Linked DNA regions of Mus musculus: regions 2 and 3 are each linked to region 1. A link is a contact called in public Hi-C and Micro-C data. All regions are on one chromosome and are shown on one strand. Each heading gives the region's core, a stretch centred on a gene start, on an enhancer-like site or on the middle of the called end of the contact. The rest is flanking DNA. Distances are from core to core; before and after follow the strand shown.

Evidence for each region. A called contact is a pair of places that touch in the nucleus more often than the background predicts.
Region 2: a Micro-C map of granulosa cells shows a contact between it and region 1, with 2.9 times the contacts expected there. The contact joins the enhancer-like site here to the promoter of Map1b in region 1. A contact is called at or near these places in 5 of 39 promoter capture datasets (HPC-7-derived erythroid cells, frontonasal cranial neural crest, liver and 2 more), 11 of 484 Hi-C or Micro-C datasets (the HL-1 cell line, cerebellum, embryonic fibroblasts and 8 more), 5 of 115 datasets of contacts at active chromatin or transcription factors (embryonic brain, embryonic fibroblasts, embryonic forebrain and 2 more) and 3 of 9 other capture datasets (adipose tissue, liver and pancreatic islet).
Region 3: a Hi-C map of rod photoreceptor shows a contact between it and region 1, with 4 times the contacts expected there. The contact joins the enhancer-like site here to the promoter of Map1b in region 1. A contact is called at or near these places in 6 of 39 promoter capture datasets (the 3T3-L1 cell line, 3T3-L1-derived adipocytes, cranial neural crest and 2 more), 9 of 484 Hi-C or Micro-C datasets (the N1E-115 cell line, cerebellum, cortical neurons and 5 more), 5 of 115 datasets of contacts at active chromatin or transcription factors (differentiating embryonic stem cells, embryonic stem cells, forebrain and 1 more) and 2 of 9 other capture datasets (adipose tissue and liver).

The regions. Positions count from the first base shown.
Region 1 is chr13:99,514,651-99,518,528 of GRCm38.p6, forward strand. It overlaps Map1b (microtubule-associated protein 1B), which reads right to left and starts at 1,952. Exons shown (of 7, transcript NM_008634.2): 1 at 1,654-1,952. The coding sequence starts at 1,837. It overlaps Gm26559 (predicted gene, 26559), which reads left to right and starts at 1,984. Exons shown (of 2, transcript NR_167891.1): 1 at 1,984-2,208.
Region 2 is chr13:99,465,202-99,469,079 of GRCm38.p6, forward strand. The region is part of intron 2 of Map1b (microtubule-associated protein 1B); the gene reads right to left. Among named protein-coding and RNA genes, the nearest start is that of Map1b, 49 kb to the right of the region's middle. Within about 2 kb of position 1,855, at least 10 of the 459 cell types and tissues checked have an H3K27ac peak or open chromatin away from gene starts, as enhancers often do. A contact at or near this core is called in granulosa cells and rod photoreceptor, where this site is marked.
Region 3 is chr13:99,548,849-99,552,726 of GRCm38.p6, forward strand. No RefSeq gene overlaps it. Among named protein-coding and RNA genes, the nearest start is that of Gm26559, 34 kb to the left of the region's middle. Within about 2 kb of position 2,058, at least 37 of the 459 cell types and tissues checked have an H3K27ac peak or open chromatin away from gene starts, as enhancers often do. A contact at or near this core is called in cortical neurons, hippocampal neurons and rod photoreceptor, where this site is marked.

The DNA.
Region 1 (3,878 bases), core at 702-3,201:
CTCTTATTCTTGATCTTCCCCTCATGAAAAATCACGACAGGCTTTCTGATCACTTTTTTTTCCTTTTAAGCTGAAAGGGAAAATCCGTGCTTTAAAGTTAAACAAAAGAACCGGGTCTGCAACTCCAGTCCCCACCCTGAAGCCTTTTGTTCTGGGGACAAGTGGGCATTTCCAAATGCAGAGGCAGGTGACAAGCTTTTGTTTATTTATTTATTCATCTAAACCAAAATCATTTCATCCATCTTTTATTGGCATGATAGGGAGAAGGAAAGGAGGGCTACGTGAACGCCCTTTGTCCGCCTCGGGCTGCCGTAGAGACCGCAGTGCGGACTGCACCACGCCCACCAGCCGGTGTCTCCTAGCAGAAACGTTTCAGCACCACCCCAAGAGAATAGAGCGCTCAGGCTGGAGCTGCACACGGACCCGGGGACTTCTGCCAGGGATGAAGTGAAGGGAGGGATGCGAGGGGGGCGGAATAAAGCAGAGGCTAGAGCTGCCACCGGGGAGTCGGGAGCGCAACAAAACCGCTCACAGCCAAAGGTGGGCGCAAGGCCCCCTGACAGCGCGAGGCTCGGGCAGAGCCAGCATCGTGCCAGCCGGGGGCGCCGCAGTGCGGGGGCAGGTGCGGCTGTCCAGCGCGGGCACTGCGGCAGACCGGGTGGGGCTGAAGGGCGGGCCGATGGTTGCCCGCCCAAGGCTGTGCCCTCCCGGACCCTCCCAGCCCCGCCCAGGGTTCCCCGGGAACCGCTATTCCGCTACCGCAGAGCCCGTTCCTGGTGCGCGCAGCAGCGCAGGAGCTGACCCTCCCCTGCCACCTCCTCCTCCCATTCAAGCTATGGCTCCTGAAGCTAAGACTTTTCAAAGAAGCCCACCCACGCAACCTGGGGTCCCATTGTCCTTTCTGAAAGCTGCAGCCAGGACCTCAGGGGCAAGAGCGAGGCTGGGCTTCGTCTAGAAACAGAGCGCAGACGGGTTCCATGCCTGTATCCTCGGGGGCTGGGGGGGAGGGGGGGGGACGGGCGTGGCCCAAGGACTAGCCTAGTCATTCCCAGGAAAGAAAGAATCGGGAAGTTTTAAGTCAGAAAAGGCATTCTCTATTCTCAGAGGGGTGTGTGTGTGTGTGTGTGTGTGTGTGTGTGTGTGTGTGTGACTGGCGGGGGCGGGGAGCACGAGGTGACTGTGATAAAGACGATTTCCATGCGGGCCTTGGCACATGGTGTTTTGACCCCAGGTTTTCGGGTAAGGGGAGGTGGGTCCCAGCCTTTGGCTAGGGCGAGAGCTGAGCTGAAAGAAGAGGTTTTGCTAGGCTCACCCCACCCTTTCTCCGCCTGCGGTTGCGGTTTTATTATGGCCTCCGCTCCTCTGACACCTGCATTTCAAAGAGCACGAGAGGAGGTAGCCAAGTCGGCGGTGGCCACGGACCCAGCCAGGTGACCTATCCCTCAGGGCTATTATAAAGATCCCCTCTCTGGGTCTCAAATAAAATAATTTAGAAATTAGCCCAGAAAAAGAGTCCAGATGGAGTGTGGGAGGTGGCCCGGAGAGGCGTGGGTGCGGGGCGTGCGGGAGAACAAGGTGGCCGTCGCGCCCTGGGTGGGGTCGTGCTGGCGCGTCTCCCCACTCACGCCCCTGGGGGGCCTCGGGACCGCTTACCCAGCTCGATGTTGCCGATGGCACGCCTCAGGTGCTCTTCGGTTACGGTCTCGCCGACCACCACCAGCAAGTAGAACTTGCTGTCTAGGAAGCGGTGCGACAGGCTGGGCGAGGTGGACGCCGCCGGGTTGCCGATGCTGCCCGATGGCTCCGGTTCGGTGGCTTCCACCACCACGGTCGCCATCCTGCCGGCTCTGCTCAAGCCTGAGAGAAGTGTTCCTCTCCCGCCGCTCCTCTGCTCTGCGGCAGGAGAAAGGATTATCTCCGAAGGTGCTGTCTCCGCTCCGCCCCCTGCGTCCCCCCTCCTCCCGGCGCACGCGTCGCCTCCCCCTCCGCCCTCTCCCTGCGCGGAAGAGAGGAGCGGGGAGTGAGAGGCCGAGGAGGCGGTGCCGTTTATATGGAGACTAGGCTAGGAGCCTGGGAGGAAGAGGAGGAGGAAAGGACCACCCGGCACGTCCTCGTGGTGGTTGCCTCCACTCCTCCAGCCCTTAGCCCAGGGCTGATGTCATCTGCAGCAAATCATTTCGCCGGCGGCCCGGAAGCTGGAAGGACGAGGTGTGTGGACAATGGTCTGGGCAGGGCCAGGAGCCAGGCTCTAGGGGACCCAAAGAACTCTGCTGCAACCCGAGGGCCTTCTGCACCATCACCCTTACATACACACACTTTCTTTGCCCTAAACCATCAACCTGGGGAGTGGGGATTACTTCCTGTTTCAGAGCGGGATTATGTCCTGAGTCAGATTCCGCATCTTCAGGCCTGTGCCTGTGCCTCATCCACGTGAAGTCAGAATTTGAGTAATTGCTGCAGTCACAGTGGGCGCTGGGTTGAGGGTACCCCGCCCAAGAACACAAACCTGAGTTTTTGACCTTGTAGATATAGAAAGGCGTATTTGTCCATTTTTTTTAAACAACAGGAATATTTATCACCTTCGCTTAAAAGAGACTTTGCAAGACCTAAGCCTAATTTGTTCAGACTTTGGAGTCTAGTCTGGAAGGACTAACTAACGCTCAAAAAAGAACTGGCTTTTGGTGCTCATGGGAAATGAATGAGAAGAGGCAGACATATTATGCTAGATACAGATTTCTTTTCTTAATATGCTGAACAGATAGCATCAGGCATAACAAAGAATAGAGAAGACACTGTCTCTGCAGGATTACAGCGACTATAATGTGCTTTTCAGTTCCTTGGGGGATACACAGGCAAAATTATTTTGTGTGACAATGATGTCTTTTAAGATACATGTAGCTTTGGGAGTTTTTATTGCTTTTGTCTATATTTAGAAGAACTCCTAATAATGTTTCTAAAGGCCATCGTAAACATTCATTTCTCACAAATCTAATGAGTACATTTCTGTATTAGGGCAGAAGAGGGGGGCAAGCGCCTCATCATCATGAAGACTGGGGATCATTTTAGAAGAGAAAATAGATGGAATTAGATGGAATAGGGGGGAAAAGCCTATTTTCATCTAAAATAACTAATATTGGAGTGTATACTAGTTTTAATTTATACTAAATATAACATACTAAATAGCAGTTTGGTATATACTAGTCAATATACCTTTAACACTGGAGTATACACCAGTTTTAAAATACCAACTGGAGGGGCTGTAGCTTAGCTGGTGGACTTCACGCCCATGTTGGCACCGGAAGCACTGGGCAGTGTAGTCCCAGCACTCAGGCGATGCAGACAAGGAGGATCAGAAGTTCAAGGTCATCCTTAGCTGATGAGTTCAAGGTCAGCCTGGATACATAAGACCCTGTTTAAAAATGAAACAGAACAAACAAAACCTATTGTGAGACTTTCCCGATAGCCCAGTGTCTTAGGTGTTGACTCCCACGATTTACTTGTCATAGGCTGTACTGGCTAGTTTTGTGTCAACTTGACACAGCTGGAGTTATCACAGAGAAAGGAGCTTTAGTTGAGGAAATGCCTCCATGAGATCCAACTGTAAGGCATTTTCTCAATTAGTGATCAAGGGGGAAAGGCCCCTTGTGGGTGGGACCATCTCTGGGCTGGTAGTCTTGGGTTCTATAAGAGAGCAGGCTGAGCAAGCCAGGGGAGGCACGCCAGTAAGTAACATCCCTCCATGGCTTCTGCATCAGCTCCTGCTTCCTGACCTGCTTGAGTTCCAGTCCTGACTTCCTTTGGTGATGAACAGCAGTGTGGAAGTGTAAGCTGAAAAACCCTTTTCTCCCCAATTTGCTTCTTGGTCATGATGTTTGTGC
Region 2 (3,878 bases), core at 605-3,104, 50 kb before region 1:
AACTCACAAGATGGCTCTGAGCTAGGTGACAGTCTCCCCTCAGCAATACCTGCTGTGCTATAATTAATATCCCACCCATGTGCATTCGTAACAGGTAAAGGGTCTTAAGTGGAAAGGGAGGGGGTTTTTAACGGTGATGAGTTCATATCTTTACCCAATTCAGATCACTCACCTGTAAACAAGCAGGAAATACCCGAGGCTTGCAGAGGCGAGAGAACTGACACGATGAAGCAAAAATTCTATAAACAAAACTCTATTTCCTTAGAAATACGTCAAAATGACACCCAGAGTGATGTAGTGAGCTGTAGCCGCAGGGAACAGGCAGCAAGGTATTTATAAAGAGCTTTTTTTTGTTGTTTATTTGTTTTTGGTTTGGGGTTAACTTTCTTTTCCAGCATGTAAACGCATTTTATATCCACCTCTCCTCTGAAGAGTCAGAGAAATGGGGAGAAAGAGAAAAGGGCCGTCCACTGGTCTCAGAGCCCTTACTTCAAAGATTTGTCAAGTTAGTTCCTTTAGTTAGCTCTGAGGGGATTTTTTTTCCATTTATGTGAATCTTTTAATTTATTTTTTAATTAGGTATTTTCTTCATTTACATTTCAAATGCTATCCCAAAAGTCCCCCAGGCCCTCCCCTCCCCCCTGATTTTTTTTAAGGTCTTTAGGGGCCTAGAGAGGTGGCTCAGTGGTTAAGAGCACTGACTGCTCTTCCAGAGGTCCTGAGTTCAACTCCCAGCAACCACATGGTGGTTTACAAACATCTGTAATGGGATCTGATGCCCTTTTCTGGTGTGTCTGAAGACTGTAACAGTGTACCCATATACATAAAATAAGTAAATAAATAAATAAATCTTTTTTAAGGTCTTTAAATTATCACATTAACAATGCTTTTCACAGGGAAAAATTGCTGCCACTAACTTGGTCATCCTCCTTCTCCACACAGTGTGACTAGGTGGCCTTCAGCCTTCCTGATCACAGTCTATTAGTGCTCCAGTGCCAGACTTAGTGCCTCAGAGGGCGTGGCATGCTCACCACACTGCCTCAGTCCAGAGGCTCTCTGCATGGGAGCACCAGCTTGTCTGGAGGATCTGAGCTCCATCTCAGTTCTGACAACACCCCTCCCCCCATCTTCTCTCACATCATTAACAGGATCAATGTGAGCTGAGGATAGAAAAGAGGGGGCTTAGAGACACACACGCCCTTTAAGGACATCACATGCCTCCTCCCTGTTCCCTTCTCTGTCCCTTCTGCTGTAGGTAGGTAATATTTCTAAGGGCCACGACAGCTGCCATTTCCTGACAGGTTATTATTCTCTGCATATTGTAACATCAGTTCTACTGGAGTTTCATTGTACTGATGGAGATAGTGAGGTACAGGGAAATTGAGTGATTGGTAAACCTGCCACCAAAGTGTTCCTTTCCTTGTGGCACACACAAGACCACTGGGCCAAATGCTTTGGCTGACAAAAGGTTGGCTCTTCTTTTCCCCTGACCTGGAGTTCTTAAATATGGAGTCTCAATACTTTAGGGAAAGCTTCAGTTTCCCTTACAGGGCCACTGTGTTGCCCAGGCCCAAGGGCATCTCTCAACAGCTGTGTGATACAAATGGGATCTGTGCTCCTGGGTTTTCTGACTTAAAAAAAAATCTCCCATCTTTCTCAGGGCCAAGGCTAGACCTGTTCCCTGTTTAGGTGACACTGTGACAGGACAAGTGAGCCTTCACTGATTTTCACGGTCAGCCTGGTTTTCTCATGGTCAGTCTGATTTTCTCTTTAAGATGAGAAGACAGTCTCCCAGGACCCTTGACCTTGTAGTAGAAAGGGAGGGAGTCCTGCTGCTTGCCCTGTTCTCTGCTTTCAGAGTGCTAAGAGGTCATTTCGGGGGTGAGGAGTACTGACACAGGGCTCTGCTGTGTAGCCTCAACAGACCTTGAATTCACAACCACAACCCTCCCTTAGCCTTCGGTGCTGGGGCTGCAGTAGCGTCACCATACCCAGCTTCACCAGTCCTTGAGACGCTCTATATTTATCTCAAGGATGATACAGAATAAAATGATTACATCTTTAGACTACTACATTGATACAACGGAACAATCACAGGGACATTGACAAACTCTTCCTACCTCAAAAGAGCACAAATAAAAATAAAGGACTATTTCTAAAGAGTGTAATCAGGGAGTCGACTCCAGCCTACAATCGTTGTTTAGATAAGTGTCATGATTGTTTAAATAACTCCAGCTATTTCTAGCTGGGCAAATAAGTATAGGCTCACAGAAAAATATAACATGTAGTAAAAGACCTAATGCTACCACAGCTCTTGATTAAAGATGCGATTCGCTTTTATGTCTTTTCAAAAATAGCCAGGAAGTGGCTACAGGACGTGTTTGGGTTAAGGAGGATTTATTTAGTTCCTAACACACGCTGAGAACCTCCCCTTGGGCCTCACCCCTAATCCACAATAAGAGCATCTTTCTAACGGCTTGCAGATTCCCATTTATGCTGGAACTGGAACTGGAAACAGAGAGAGGGAACGGAGAAATTGCTAAGATGCCTTCCCTGATTCAATTCAAAGACACATTTTGCTGCCCCCCAGTAAAATCCCCAAACTCAGGGCTGGAGAGATGGCTCAGCAGTTAAGAGCACTGACTGCTTGCTGTTCTTGAGGTCCTGAGTTCAATTCCCAGCAACCACATGGTGGTTCATGACCATCTGTAATGTGATCTGATGTCTTCTTCTGGCGTGTAACTATACATGCAGATAGAGCATTCATATACATAAAATAAATAAGTAAATCTTTTTTTAAAATCCCCAGACTTACACTGTTGTATTATAAAGGACAATAGCTAAAGACAGGGGAAGGTTAAAGTGCCAGTTGAGTTTAATTCTGAAGGAGCCCCACCCTCTCCCAGCTGAAACAGTTTCTTGTGGACAGAGGCTCTGTGTGACAGACACCTTCCCACATCTCAAGTTAAAAATCACGAGTAAGTACCACATCTCATCTTCTTTAGTCCCAGGAAAGTGATCCCCTTATAATTAGATTCCAATTTAATATGAAATACTATAACTCTTGGGGCCCCCAAAGTTCCTGTTGAATCCTTACAAAGGTTTCCTTTTTTATTTTCATCAGCTGATATGTTGGAAGCTTCCTCTAAAATCCACCAATGGCAAATTTCCTGGCTAAAGGAGAAGGCAGCTTTCTCCAGGGCCCAAGTTAAATCACTGGTGTAATGGAGTCTACCAGCAGTATAACAGCAGATGGCCAATGCCAACAGATAATTGTGCACACACAACCCAGAAAAAAAGATGGCCCAAGCTAACAATGTGCCTGCCATCTACTGGATCCTGGATGGTTTTGTTCTTTCTAGATTCCAAAGAGGCTTCAAAGGACTCCAAAGAAGAAAGCAGGCATAAATGACCAGCAAACTCCGTTCTGACTAATTCCTAAACTCTCGTGAAAGAAAGTTCACTTCTCTGTTGTCTTTTACCAAGAGCTGATTTGCTTTGTTCAGTTCTGATTGTAGAAGGTTCCTAATCGTCTGTGGAGACTGACTGCTCTCAGCTCATATCTCAGTGTGACAACTTGCTAGCTATGATCTTGGGTTATTTCATCATTCTGGCTCCCAGGTTCTTCACTGGTCAATGGTAATAGTATTACTTCGAAGGGCTGCTGAGGGGACCAAGTATGCTCCATAGGGCAAGTGGCATACAGGTAGCTCTATACAATGGGCCAGCTCCAAAGGCTGAGATAACTAGACCTGTGTGTAGTGCCCCAATCTCTTTCTCCAGAAATGAGCCCTTCAAACCCCAAATATACATTTTTTTTATGACTTCATTGACTAGGACTGGCAAGATGGCTGAGCAGGGAAAGGCACCTCCCACCA
Region 3 (3,878 bases), core at 808-3,307, 34 kb after region 1:
GAGATCCTGTGAGAGACACAAGTCCCCTAGCCTTTGATAAAGCTAACAGTTTTGCATGCATGGCCTCAGTCAAATTTCATGCAATCGATCTGATTTTGAAACTTTATTCCTGGAAACTTTATTCACAGGAAAAATCAACGTATCTATGTCCTCCATTTCACTGGGTATGTTAGCCCCCTGCCTCACAGCACTTAAAGGGATACAGGGGACTTTGTTTTTTTAACCTTGAGTTAAAAACCTTGTCCCCCATCACAACATAGGGAAGATATGTGGTGAGTGTCAGGAAGGAAGTGCCAGCATGCTCTAGGTTTCTGCTCACTCTTACAGAGGAAGGACTATGCCTGCAAGGGCAGGGGGGCAGAGCATCAGCAGGGACTTTCCAGCATGCTTAGGTTAAAAGCCATTCTTCATTGCTATAGTGTTTGTGCTTTCACTTAAGAAAAATAGAGCAGTAAATAATCTCAAAAAATGCAGGAACTTGATTTTGCAAAACATGTTGAGTGACTATTGACCAGTGTCATTTGTCAAAGAACTTGGCATCTGGCTGCCTTACACGGTGTGCTAGAGCAACAAAAACTACATTCAGCTTTTGTTTTGCACACAATGTAACTAGTAGACACACTGCCTGCATCTATTATATATATTTACATATATAGCCATCTACATCATATATATATAGTGTTTTTATTACTTATATAAACATTACACATAAAGTATCGTTGCAAATACTCAAAAACAGGATGGAGTTCCCCCTCACTGAAGCTATATTAAGGGAGTGAGGCAGAAAAATGTCCCATGTTCCAACACAATGAATCATCTGTCATTTCACTAACTCTACTTAACCTTCGCTCTGTGACTAGCACCCTGGACGCATGTGCAGTGAACATTAGTACTCTGCTAACGACGCCTTCACTTGTTCATGCTATTGATCTGCTTGGGTTCCGGCTCACTAAGCCCAGCTGCTCCCTGCTCGGAGGGAAAAGATGCTGACTAAGCAGAGGGAGGACGAGCTCTGCCACAGAGACCCATTCTTTCCTGTCCACTCGGAGGACTTACGTGAGCTCAACACCAGCTACTCAAACTGCACTGTGAGCCTCCCCATGAGAGAGTATTGGAAAAGCAAGTGTTACCTGCTGCATTGGCTTCACAGTATCAGAACCTGACGACCCAGGCCCTGCGTCTATCTCTGGCTCCTCCTATGTTCTCTGGGATCTCACAGCAGAGCAGAAGACATTTGCTTGCCTTTGTTTTCTCTCAGTGATAAAGGGTCAGAGAGTGCTCTGGAGAAAATTAGGTAGTGCCCTCCTCACTGAGATATCGTGACGTTAAATAAGATCACACCAGGGAAGTGTTTTGTAGGATGGAAAACCAGCCTACCATTCAGAAAGCATGCAGGGCTGTTGTTGCCATGGGTATCTGAGCTAATGACGGAAGGCTTCATTCAAACTGACAGGAGCTCTGCAGAATGAAGCAATAAGATTGCCCCACATACCCTTGCCAGTGTGCTTAGTCTCTGCTTGATGGGAGAAAATGTAGAGACATTTTTACCCTTTTCCATATTTACCGTAGAATTCTCCAAAGGCAAGGCATCTGTTGTTCTTCCAAGGCCCTGTCTGTCCTATGTGTATGGTGTTTGTCCTTGTTTCGTGTGTGGTATTTGGGGATGAAAGCCATGTTCTCTCATGTACCAGGCAAATATTTTATCGCTGAGCTACAACCCCAGTTCTGGTCTCTGAATCTGTGATCTGCCATGTTAGACTACAGTGTCATGTTTCTCACAAACTAGAAAACAAACAAAATAAAACCAAATACGATTTTCAATTGTTTGCTCTTTGAGTGGTTTTGTGTGGGCCAGAAAATACATGTCTAAGTATTCCCAAGAAATTAACCTGTTTATGAAAAGGGATGTGAACAGACCCAGTAAACACAATGCATTTCCCTCTTCAAACGAGAGGCAGACTTAAGACTGTGTTTCTGAGCGGTGTGGAGATGCCTGAGGAGCAGCATCTAAAAATAGAACCAAGGCTTATTGGCTGATCACTATGTATCCCCTGTGAACAGATGCTGACTGAAAGTCTAAGAGATCCTAAGCCAGTGGATCATTGTACTATTGAGGGATGCTCCACGCTATGGTGGGTTAAGAACACATTTCTTCCTATGTTCGTTGTGGAACTGACTCCTGGCTCTCTTTACCCTCCTTCAAAATGCACAAGATCTCAAGCTGCAGTCCTGAAGCCATAGGACTGCCAGAGGTGCCTCATTCCATCGCTGGTGGCGTGCCGTCTGCTCTGTGTGTGGGCGGCCGTGTAGCTCCTGCTTCTGCTCACAGTGATGCAGGCCAAGAACGAGCATCGGCTGGGTCCTGGTTTCTGAGTGACAGGGTGCCTGGGAGCGCTGAAAAGAAACAACTAGAAGTCATTATCATGGATCCAAGCTGATCACCTGGGTCCTGCCTAGATGGCTTTCCAAACTGTGCTCTGTCTGTCTGTCTGTCTCTCTCTCTGTTCTGCTCTGTTCTAGATGACTTTTTGTTGCTACTCTAAAAACTCTCTGGTGAGACAGCTAGCTTTCTGTTTGAGCCAGCTCTCTCTGCTAGTAAAAATTCTAAAAGCTGTCTGTATAGCTTATGGCTTTTCTGACCAAAGTCAGAAAAACTGCTATTAAAAAAAAAAAAAAAAATCCTTGGATCTTCCAACCAAGTCAAAAAACCTGGTAGAAAAACTCCAAAAGTAATTATTGGGTTTTCCAATCAAATTTAGAAAGCTGGAAAAAATTCTAAAAGAGCTCTGTTCGCTCTTCATCTTTGGATGCTGCTAGAGAAGTTTGGAAAGAGCTGCTAGCTCTCTAAGTATTCTCGGGATTTCTCATTGACCAAGGTCAAAAGTCCTGTGAGAAAAAATTTTTAAAAGAGTTATAAAAAATTTTAAAAGAGCTATGTTCGCTCTCCATGGATTTTCTGACCAAATCAGAAATCCTGTTAGAAAAAAATTCTTGAAGATCTGTTTCTCCTCTCCAGACAGCTCAGTTATTGCTAAAGAAAAATTCTAAGGAACTGTTACTGCTTTCGGCTAGCTCCTCCTATGCAGACCAAAAGCTCAGTTTTTTAAATTTACATATCAATTCAGTTATTTATTCTAGGTTCCCTTTTGATTGTCCTGTGAATCAGTATCCTGTGACCTCGAGCTCAAGAATCTGCCTGCATTTTAACTGCCTGTCTTTGTGTCTTTCCAACAAGCTGGCTCGGACTGTAGCTGCCACTGTTCCTTTAGATCTCTGAAGCTCCTCATACAATTCATATTGTATCTTTATATTTTGCATAGCTGAGAAATTTTTTATATATATATATATATATACACACACACATATATATACACACATATATATATACATATATATGTGTATATATATGTATGTATATATATACATATATATATATATATGTATATATATATTCAAAGTCATGTTTTTAGAGTTCTTTTCCAAAGCCTTAAGGGCTGTTCTGAAGGTACCAGTTTGCTGAGCCACTAGACCCACCTTTCTTTACTTCCTGACTTCATGCAGTCTTTGGTTATCATGGAGTCATTAATGTTAACAGGGAGGACTTTCCTCAGAGGAATGTGAAAATATGTACATTATTATACAAACAAGGCTTACACCCACAGTAGCAGTCTACATTCATGGAGCCCACATGTGCTGACCCTGTCCCAGGAGCAGGAACCATGTCATTCTGTCCCTACCAAGGCCATGGCACTAGCTTCGTCCATATGTGCTCCATATGCTCAAGTGTCGAGGTTTAGTCTATTGCTACGTAGTGTAATGCTAAATTCTAGGCCGCTGAGTGACTTTTCTTGTTTACAAGCTTTTGTTGTACAGACCTT